Regions from separate parts of the Mus musculus genome. Here all the other regions are linked to region 2. Evidence: chromatin contacts called from public HiCAR-type and HiChIP or PLAC-seq data. All regions are on one chromosome and are shown on one strand. Each heading gives the region's core, a stretch centred on a gene start, on an enhancer-like site or on the middle of the called end of the contact. The rest is flanking DNA. Distances are from core to core; before and after follow the strand shown.

Evidence for each region. HiCAR-type assays count read pairs that join an accessible place to other places. HiChIP or PLAC-seq counts read pairs in DNA pulled down with a chosen protein or histone mark.
Region 1: an H3K4me3 HiChIP or PLAC-seq map of the SCID.adh cell line shows a contact between it and region 2, with 36 read pairs. The contact joins the enhancer-like site here to the promoter of Angpt1 in region 2. A contact is called at or near these places in 4 of 39 promoter capture datasets (the 3T3-L1 cell line, the HPC-7 cell line and liver), 1 of 15 datasets of contacts at CTCF or cohesin (pro-B cells), 14 of 484 Hi-C or Micro-C datasets (the 3T3-L1 cell line, the Ba/F3 cell line, the C10 cell line and 9 more), 6 of 115 datasets of contacts at active chromatin or transcription factors (the SCID.adh cell line, bone marrow-derived macrophages, embryonic forebrain and 3 more) and 3 of 9 other capture datasets (adipose tissue, liver and pancreatic islet).
Region 3: a contact with region 2 is called in a HiCAR-type map of astrocytes, with 4 times the contacts expected there. The contact joins the enhancer-like site here to the promoter of Angpt1 in region 2. A contact is called at or near these places in 5 of 39 promoter capture datasets (3T3-L1-derived adipocytes, HPC-7-derived erythroid cells, liver and 1 more), 4 of 484 Hi-C or Micro-C datasets (the AML12 cell line, the Ba/F3 cell line, brown adipocytes and 1 more), 6 of 115 datasets of contacts at active chromatin or transcription factors (the SCID.adh cell line, astrocytes, cardiomyocytes and 3 more) and 1 of 9 other capture datasets (liver).

Annotation. Positions count from the first base shown.
Region 1 is chr15:42,583,476-42,586,974 of GRCm38.p6, forward strand. The region is part of intron 1 of Angpt1 (angiopoietin 1); the gene reads right to left. Among named protein-coding and RNA genes, the nearest start is that of Gm41313, 81 kb to the right of the region's middle. Within about 2 kb of position 2,221, at least 30 of the 459 cell types and tissues checked have an H3K27ac peak or open chromatin away from gene starts, as enhancers often do. A contact at or near this core is called in the Ba/F3 cell line, the SCID.adh cell line, pre-megakaryocyte-erythroid progenitors and 2 more, where this site is marked.
Region 2 is chr15:42,675,711-42,679,195 of GRCm38.p6, forward strand. It overlaps Angpt1 (angiopoietin 1), which reads right to left and starts at 1,267. Exons shown (of 9, transcript NM_009640.4): 1 at 455-1,267. The coding sequence starts at 751.
Region 3 is chr15:42,552,963-42,556,417 of GRCm38.p6, forward strand. The region is part of intron 1 of Angpt1 (angiopoietin 1); the gene reads right to left. Among named protein-coding and RNA genes, the nearest start is that of Gm41313, 110 kb to the right of the region's middle. Within about 2 kb of position 1,974, at least 7 of the 459 cell types and tissues checked have an H3K27ac peak or open chromatin away from gene starts, as enhancers often do. A contact at or near this core is called in astrocytes, where this site is marked.

The DNA of each region.
Region 1 (3,499 bases), core at 971-3,470, 91 kb before region 2:
TGGCAAATTATATTTATAGAATCCCTCATCATATTTTTTGACCAGTATCCTATCTACTTCCCTACATATCTATATATGATATATACAATACTCATATCTATTCATGAAAACTATTTGTAAATAATGACATTAGTATTTGTCCTAGTTCAATGTTTCTGTTAATACATCACATTAACAAGTATCACATATGTAGGATGTATAACTTTAACCTGAGAAAATTTTATATTTGATAATATAAAATGGAAACAAGCATGGAAGAAAATGTCCTAAGGTTATAAACCATGCCTTACACATGGACAGACAGGGAAAAGCAACACTTCCTATGACAAGTGACCAGTGGCAGTTAAAATTATAAGAAATGTCTTTTTAAAAGGATGCAAGAATGGAATTTTATGACCATCAGGAAACTCTTGAAGGAAAAATAAATAAATATTCTCATGTAGGTCCTTTTAATTTAATTATATTGTGGAGTAACATAAAGGCAATACAAATTCTCTTGCTGTCTAAGCTTCAGCAAAGACGCCTGTGCGTCCTTTCTGTTATTTATACCAACACAGATGAGGAATAATGATAATTGCTATCTTACAAGGTTTTGAGAATAATTAAATCATGTAATTTATGTAAAGCGCTTGGCAAAATGTTCGGAACAGAATTGTTCCTCCATAAATCATCATAGGAATGGCCATTCTAGAAGTATTTTTATACTTACAAAGAAATTCTCTCTACCATTAAATCCTTCAGCAAACAAAAGGCCATTTTACATAAACTCTACTCTTTTAGGAAACTGCTCACAGTGAATTTGTGTCTGTTGAAAGCTTGCTAGTGCATTGGCCCTTTGAGAAAGTGCAGCATCTTTGAAGTGCAGGGGACTTGGATTGATGGGTTCCTTCCTCTTTGGTGCTCATTCTTAGCTCTTGTACAATCGAAACAGAAAAGACGGGCCGAGGGGGGCGTTCTGTTCCACAATGGTGATTCCACAGAGCTGACCCAGGCCATACATATGGCCCCCAGTAGGTGGATTTTATTTAAATTAATAAGATTGTTCTATGTTTAATTCATGATGCAGGGACTTAAAAGCACTATGATAACTAGGGAAGGTCAAAACATAACTCATTGTAGATCATATTTCTATAAACAGCAGGGTGCCCTTTTTGAAGTGGATATAACAAATATCAGAAGACACACTGGAGAAAAAAAAAATCAACATATACAGACAGTATGTATCAAACACTGAGGAACAGCCTCTGGACTTAATTCTGGACTTTATGACTTTTATTTTTGTTCTCAGTTTGCATGGCTTTGTGCACAACTTAGAAGGCTGTGCTCTTTGCTCTGATGTAAGATGAGAATATTGTATTTAGTATCATGAGATGTGACATCCTATCTGGACCTCACTTAAGTGCTTTGCATTCCCTCTAGCTTGCACATGGGAAATGGTTGGTCACCTCTAAAGGGAAAAAAATCAACAAAAATGTCTTCAGTAAAGATCATATCCCCAAAGAAGGAAGGACTTTGAAAGAGAGCAAGGAGGAGCATATTTGGAGAGTGGGTTTGTGGAGAAAGATGAGGAAGAGAAAAAAATGACATATTATGAACTCAAAAATTATTATCATTATTATCATTAATCTTTATTTGAAGAAACCATATCCAAGACAGCTTAAATGGACTGAAAATGGAAAATAGCCAACAAAGAGTTAAGGGTTAATCTCTTGGTTTGATTTTTCTTCTCCCTCCTACTCACTGACTTTGGGTCAGTTCATTGCTCTTGGTACTTCTACAAGAGGCTGTGTCTGCTGGGTCAAAAAAGGAGGAGAGATCATCAGTCAATTTTGCAGTTTGCTAGCTGTTAAAGGGAGGCTGGGTTAGAACAGATGACTACAATGAGGACTGGGGATTATCTGTGACTTTCAAAAGCCATTGTTCCCCTATTATTATGAAAACCACTGGTGGGCTGTAAGCTCACTTCCTCATTCACGCCCATAGTAGAAAGTGAATTCAGAAAACATCCCCACAGAGCCCTGAACTCAACTTTCAATTGAGAGTAATGTACAGAAATGTCATTCTCTTAAAAAAAAAAAAAAAAAAAAAAAAAAAAAAAAAAAAAAAAAAAACACAGCAATTTAGTCGGCCACCATTTGAGAAAGCCAAACTCAGCTGTTTCCAGAGCTCACTATTGTCAATGACTTTGTGGTTTTGCAATAACAACGTAAAATGTGCTTTCAGTGGGGATTCCCTTTTAATTCTCTACTTCTAAGTGTCTGCTATCTTCTCCATATGTTTCTTGTTGTGTACGCTAAACAGCGAAATAAAACTTATCTTGCAAGAGCTGTCTGGTTCCAGTGGTTGCTTAGTTATTCTTAGAAAGTAGAAATTGTCACTTGTTAGAGGGAATTTTTACAAGTCTGAAAAGATTGCTGTAAAAAAGGTTTTGTTTTCCTTCATTTGTCTTGAGAATTTTCACACAGAAAAAAAAAATTAAGTGTGCTTCCATCTGTTACTAAAGTGTTCATCTGAAAGTAGGAAAAATACAAAGAGGGGGAAAGAGGTGGGAGGGGAGGGCCCTGCTGTCTATGAACTGCTACTGTTCAGAGTCACTCTATCCCTCTCCTTAGAAAGCACAGTGAAGGCAGTGAAAGATGTTTAAATAGCGATAATGGATTGCAAATACAGGCACTCTTATCTTTGGAATTTTAAAGTGGACAGGAGGAAGCAGGGCATATTTTGTTTAAGGCTTATGCCTAAAGTTGAGCTTTTATCTTTTGTAGGTCCTTCTCTGCTTGTTGGTTTCCAGAATATATATTGAAGCTTTGGGTTCAGACAAAAAAAAAAAAAAAAAAAAAAAAAAATCACACAGAAAATAAAACTACAGCATGTGATGTAGGAAGCAGCAATTTGGGGAAAAGACTTAAAATAAATATGTTCTCCTAAGCAGAGCTCAGAGAATGGGGGTCTATGGAACACTGATGTCAGGGACATTGGGATATTGAATCATGTTTGTCATTCATCGCCCTTCACTCACTGATCTATTTGCTCATTTAGAGATTTACCTACTATCAACAGTAGCTCCTCCCATTTGAAAACACCTATGATCAGTCAGGAAGCTCATTTTTACTATGATTACTATTTTTACTATTTTCTCTGGCTAATCCAAGTGCAGATGATAATGACAACATAGAAGGGCTTCAAAAGGTGGCAAGGGATTATTTAATCTGAAGTAAAGGAATCATTTAAATGACCTCCCATCCTGTCTCTAAGCCAGTAACCTCAAAACTAGTTCTGGCATCTCTAGTCAATACAATATTCTCTCTTCTCCATACTTAAATAGAAGATGGAAAACAGCACAACTAACATATCTTTACTCCAAAGAACATGACTATTTATGAGGAGTCTGTCTTAGTGCAGCTGGTCTGCTGGGATGAGAAGCCCAGAGTGCAGTTTTCCTTGGTGGAGAAATGCCTGGTCCCTCAACCTGTGTCCTTGGGCTGCATGGGTCTGTCCT
Region 2 (3,485 bases), core at 17-2,516:
TTTTATTAAAAGTTGGTGGGGGTAAGCATTTTATGAAGATTTCCCATGGCAACTCACAAAACTCCTTGCTGTACATTCCATTTGAACCTCTGTTAATATCACCATTATGATTTCCTTTTACACCACCTTGTCCAAGAAGTGCGCGCTTACTTTTTCAAAGTTGGGCTTTGACAGTCAAAATGCCTAAGATAAACTTTAAAAAACAACAGGGTTGGCATAAAATTTGCTAATGTTAGACGCACATTTAGGAAGCTACAGGATCAGAGGTTCCCACAAGCCCAGGACCCTTGGCTTACCCAGGAAGTTGAGTCCAGAGAGGGAGCCTTTTTTCTTTTGCAAACACTGCCCCCCGGAGCAAAAGGTAAACACAAATGCCCCCTACGGAACTCTGAGCTCCCTGCAGAGAGGGAAGGGAAAAGCTCAGAGCAATTAGAAACCGAAAGCGATCACTTACTTTTTGCAGCCACTGAGTATAATTTTCCATCACATGCTCCAGATGCTGAAGTTTCTGGGAAGAGAAATCCGGCTCCACGTGTGGAGCATCCCTTTGCAGAGCGTTGGTGTTGTACTGCTCTGTCGCACTCTCACGGCAGTTCCCGTCGTGTTCTGGAAGAATGAAAGTGTAGGCACATTGCCCATGTTGAATCCGGTTATATCTTCTCCCTCCGTTTTCTGGATTTCGGCGCTGGTTGCTGCACCCTATGTGAGTCAGAATGGCAGCGAAGAATGCAAAGGAAAGGAAAACTGTCATTGTACTGCCAGCGCTTGCCTTCCGTGCCTCCTGCAAAGCTTGCTCTTCTCTTCTGACCTTTAAACTAGTTCTTTATTTCAGGTAAAACTGCTTGTTTGACTCTTTCCCCGTTAAAGAAAGCGTTTGAAGAAGATCCACAGAAAACTAGCCATTTGTTAGCTTTGTTCTAAAAAAGCGTTACTTTAAAAAATTTTAACTGTAATGATAGTTTCCTTCGTTAAAACTTGAGATATTTATTGCAATAGTAGCTTAGATTTATTGTTTCCTCTCTGTGTAACCGTTCAGCGTGGAGCCTGCCCGCGTCAGCTGCGAGTACATATTCTAGCCCCTTTCCTCTACCCTATCTGCAGCAGATCTGCTATTTTCTCCCAGACCTCAGTGAGTTTTATTAAGGTTGCACATCCAAGCCAAGCTGGAAGCAGGCAGCCTTCACAAGATGACTTGACAGGAATGCATGAGTGTGCCCCTATGCTAAGGATTGCTGATGGCTTTGGGCGGCGGATCGGCTTACAAATTGGCTAGATGCGCATGACCTCGATCATGTATGGGCCTCCCGCCCCCTTCCGCAGACAATTGCCTTGAGTCCTTAGCAGATGCACGGAAAATCAATAAACAGAGCAGTCCACCTTAATAGGTTCGGGTGTGCTTGCTGACCTACTAACATCTAAGCAAGCTAGAAGTATGTTTTCAAAGTTATTGTTTAATTGAGGAACCCTAATTTGGCACAATCTCCAATGGATTTTTTTATAATTGTATAAAATTATTAAATTTAAAAAATTACTCCAGAAAAGACATTTAAAAACTATTTTTAGAAATGGCATTCTCCCCTTTGTATTTACATAGGCTTTAAGGAGAATAAAAGAATCAAAGGATCAAATTATCAAGGAAATTACCATAATTTGTCACTCAAAGCAACATATCATGTGCATACTAAGTAGTATTTTGAAAGCACCTTTTGGGATATGGATTTTAAATGACGCTGGTTTCTTGGTCAGAACGCAGCTGTTCACATTCTCTGAGTATAAATTGAGCAACTTCCCTACAACAACAATGTGGTTACAGTTTAAGACAGTGGCCTGAGAATTATTAATTCCTGTGGTACATGCTAATCATATATTTCACAAGAACCTCTGGCATTGCTATGGCTGCCTTTAACACTGGTATGGAAATTCCACACACATCCTTTGTGGCTACAGAGTCAAACCATCTGAGAACAAGCGTGTATCAGGTGTGCCAATGGCTTACACAAGCGAAACCTCTGCGATTTTTATTAAGAAAGAAAGCCATATGATCCGAAGGTGCTTTCCTAAGTACAGAATATAAATATTTGAATAAAGGTACAGTCAAGTGCAAAGACCAGGAGATGATTACAGAATTTAGGGTGGAATCAGGATACTGGATGTGTGTACATGCAGGATTTTCATTAGGAACTTCGTGGGCTTTGGAAGTGAAAGAGCCTCTGCTCTCAGGCATGTATACAAACAGAAGCCACAGCATGACTCTTGAGTCCTGGAATGGGGGCAGAGCAGTGGGTAAGGGCAGTGGTGGCTACAGATGCATCTTTAGGAAGGAAAGCAGAGGTCAAAACTGACTCCAGAGAGGAGGTGGTTTGCTTACAGTAAACAAACAGTGATGAGATTCGTTGGTCCTTTCCACACCAAATAACAGGCTTCTGGGCAGATTGATACATTATGCCAAACATAGGAGCAAAGTTCTCTGACCCTGCAAGAGACTTGCCACATTACATATAAGAGTCATAGGAAAGGTTGCTCTTAGGCAGCGATAATGCCACTTGAGAGTTTGTTATTTATCACCTCACTTTAAGCACTCCTTATGTATTATGTCATTTAATCATGGCAACAAACCCAAGACATAGGTATTATGTTTAACTCTTTGGGCTCTGAACCTAACTGTCTTTGACAATCTCTGAAAGGAAAAAAACAAAAACAAAAATAAAAAAAACCCTCAAAAGTTAGCCACTCAAAGCTTAATGGCACCCAGGAAAGAGAATTATCTAGTTTACCTATTTATTTTTAAAAAGTAACTCATGTAGCTAGGATGACCATGAACTTCTGATATCCATGCTTCTACCCGCTGCTCCTATATCAACACACCTAATATATGTGTAGTGCTGGGAATTGAACCCAAGGCTTCCTGTAAGCTAGGCAGACATTCTATTAACTGAACTATTTTCTCAGCACAGATATGATGTAATTGCTTCTCTGCAGCCCCCCCCCCCTCCACCCAGTGATGGGCATCCCCTATACAACCACAAGGATGAAGCAGATTGAGAAAGTATTGCTTTCCAGCAATGCTTATATTGAAAAAAAAAAAACCATCCATATAGAGACGAGTGTCCAAAAACAACACCTGTAAGTGCTTTGTTAAAAACTAAATACAGCTGAAAACTGGCAGGGAGATAATGGAGGAGTGGTGAGGTCTCTATTACAGCGCCACTGTGTTTCCAAATGGCCATGACGGTTGGAAGTCTGTTCTCTGTGTCAGAACCTGCTGTCCATGTGAACTCTGCAATCTGAACAAATAAAGGGGAATTGCAGTTTCCATGGGGACGCACGGATATCTAGGAAGAGGTAAACTAAATCAAGTCTAAAAGAGTTGAAGGTGGCCAAGAAAAAAAGAAACGATTCCAGGTTTTTGCCAGAAAATCTAAATCCACAGTACGCTAAGTGCTAGTATCAATGTAGATAAAATGTCCATAGATTAGACACGAAGA
Region 3 (3,455 bases), core at 724-3,223, 120 kb before region 2:
CAAGAACAATTGTGTGATGGTCAAGATCAATTGTCAATTTGATGAAAGCTAGAATCATCCAGCCAGATGGAGACAGGCCTCTGGGCATGCACGAGGGATTGTCCTGATCATGTTATTTGAGGTGGGAAAGAAAGTATGATGCGTGCACACACACACACACACACACACACACACACACACACACACACACCACAGAGTGAGTGGAACCATTTCTTGGATAAAGATCTAGAACTGAATAAAAAAAATAGGAGAAAGTGGGCTGAGCCAAAAAAAAAAAAAAAAAAAAAATCATAGGTCTTTGCTCCTTGACTATTAGATGCAATGTGACAAGCTGTCCCAAGCTCCTGCCTTGACCTTGGACCCTTGAACTGTGATCCGAAATAAGGCTTTGCTTCTTTATGTTGGGTTTTTTTTTTAAGAGAGTTTTAATCACAGAAACTAACAAAAATAACTGAGATATATACACATATGATGTCAGAGGGAGGATACATGATGTTGTCCTCTGCTTTCCATACATGTTTACATACATGCATATGCACCTGTACATACATGCACACATAGATAAATATGAAAATAACTAAATGTTACATGTTCTGATTGTCAGCCAGCTGTCAGTATACAGCTGATGGTTATTAGTTAGGTAAAAGCTTGTTCACTCTCTGTCTCTCTGTTGCTTTCTCTATATATATGTATGTTGTATACATATATGTATATGAGTATATATGTGTGTTGTATATATGTATATGTACATATACATACATGCACACACACACACACATATATATATGTATATATATATATTTTTTGTATTCACTCACACATACATGTATTTATCATGGGACAGACACATTTCTACATAACCATTAGAAGCTACATACTTGTCTTCACTTGGTTTGAAGACTCTTTTATTCCCATGGTATATCAATTTTATCAATTCTTATGGTGATTAGTATTTTATAAGATAAGGACAAAGTCAGGATGTAAGTTGACTTTCTATGAACAAGGATGCCTTTATCAAAGAGATTACTGTTTAACCCTAATCAGGTGTGAGGTCAATGCTTTCTTAGTCTACCAAACAGGAAATATGTTAATAGAAGTGGACACATGGCTTTTCAGGATGGAAACCTTTTTCACCATCTTATACTTCTCACCCTCATATGTCTCTATTAGGTAAGCAAAAGCCACAGAACACAACACGCTCTGGCTTACTCTGCACAGTGACCCTGTCTGGGCCAAGTACATCAAAGTGCCCAACAGTTACTCACTCCTGCTTGTTTATAGAAGTTGTGTCTGTGTATATTTAATACTTTGCCATCAGCCAAATAAAAGCGAGCTCCTCTCTGCTGGGAGTGTGCTGAGAACATGTCTAGGTCCAGATGGATTTTACTGATTCTTGGGAAGTCCTGAAGTTCAGCGCAGAAAAGTTGGACTCCTCCTGACCCTGATTTCCTTGGTGTTTTAATTTAATCTCCTATTGGGCAGCTTTTTGTTTTATGTCACTGGGCAGATGGCCATTGGCTCTTTTTCTGGTTTTTCTTGGAAGTTTCTTCAAATGGCTGCAGATTATTTCAATGATTTTTTTTTCTTTTTTTGTATCATGCTCCCTTCACTTAATTTGGTATTTGGAGGGTTCCAAGTCAAACAGAAATTCCAAGCAGAATGCTTAAGAGGGGAAAACCTTGAATTCAAATCAGCAGGATTCAAAAGCAACAGCCAATGCCAGGACCTCTCCCAGACTAGCCCTGTAAGTCTCTGATGGGCAGCTCTGACACTACCTGTCAATGTTTGCTTCTCTAGAGGTTCCCAGGAACTACTCCAGCTTACTGAGCCCCTGGTTATAGCCAAGAGCCTGAGTAATTGGATATCTCTGAAGAGATGTAGATGCCCTCCTGAAAGCCTCTTGCTGGGTCTTGGCAGAATCAGAAGGGCAGCCCCAAGGAGGTATTACACTGGTGAAGACTTCTGAATTCTCTCTTTGTGAAATTCCATCTCCTTTGTTGCTTGCTTCTGGCAAACTGAGAACATCCTGAGAATGGGTCAAGGGTCTTGCAAAGGAATCCCTGCTGGCAAGATTAAATCACAGTTCCAAAAGCCAACTGCAACATTTTTCCATGTCAGACTAGGACGTTATGACAACTGGGTACTGAGGTGGCCACATGACAGGAATGGAAAATGGGAAAGTACTTTCCCAAAGCAAAGTACATCCTACCAGGTATTAGATTTTAGACCTACCTAAAGTTCATGATCCTTTATTGAGTATCTCAAAATTTTCTTGCACTTTGCCTATTATTCCTTGTAAATGTTACATGCATATTTATTTGTATGTGTACATATTATGATACTAAGAAGAACTATTTCTCTATTTTATACTTGTCTTACCTATGTATGACCCAGCCAAAGAACACATAACATCATGTCTGACTGACTCACCATAGTGACCTCACACACAGATGATTAGGAATCTTGATAAGACTTGGGGCTTGATAAAGATAATAAATTTTGGTACATATTATTGATTCTATTATTTACTTACCTCTACATTCTTAAGTGGACAAGAGAGCTGCTAACTTGTTAGTTCAGAGAAAAAGATATAACTTAAAATTTAATTTTTATATATGAAATGCAAGAAACATCAATGAACAAAATTCAATTTAAAATGGAATTTTGGCATAGTTTACTCAACTTTTGCTTCCCGATATTTTATTTCTTTCTTTCAACAAAGCAGATAAAATAACACAGGGCAGTTTATGAGAACTGCAAGTGTTAATTAAGGGCATCCATGCCAAGGTTAAGCACATTTGACTGTTATATGTGTCACAATGTGATCTGTTGCGATTGCCCATGGGTTGAAGTAGACACCATATTTCCAGTTATATGGATGAGCTCCACATAAAAAAGCAGAGATCTGACAAATGCTTTGCAAGGATGTTAGCTCTTTGGGAAACATGACCCTATTTGTAGAATTCACCATTGCTTGTGGTAAAAACCCTCCCATCATGACAGATTTTGAGCTACCAACTGATGTCACTAAACAGACTGAGGAAAAGATGTACATCATTGGTTCTTGTGATTCTGGGCCATCCAATCGTATTGATACTTGGAATTGAGAGGCAACTTAGAAAGAACCTACCCTAAACCTCTCATTTTTGGAAGGAAGAGATGAGTCTTTGAGACTTATTTAAAGGTAAGTAAGAATAGTCAAGCTGGGAATTGATCTTTTTTCTAATATAGAACTTTTTTTCATGTTAAAGTTTAGCTTATAAATCTGCCAGTACTGGATGAGACCACAAAATACAAAACAGACCAATAGATTTTAATATAGCAAATTATATTTCAATACTAACAATAACATTAGACAGTCATTGATTATATTTTAAAAGTAAACGTATAAGATGATATATTGAGACAGAAAGCAGTTTGTACTGAAAAGCTATCTTTATTTCTCTCTCTTTGTG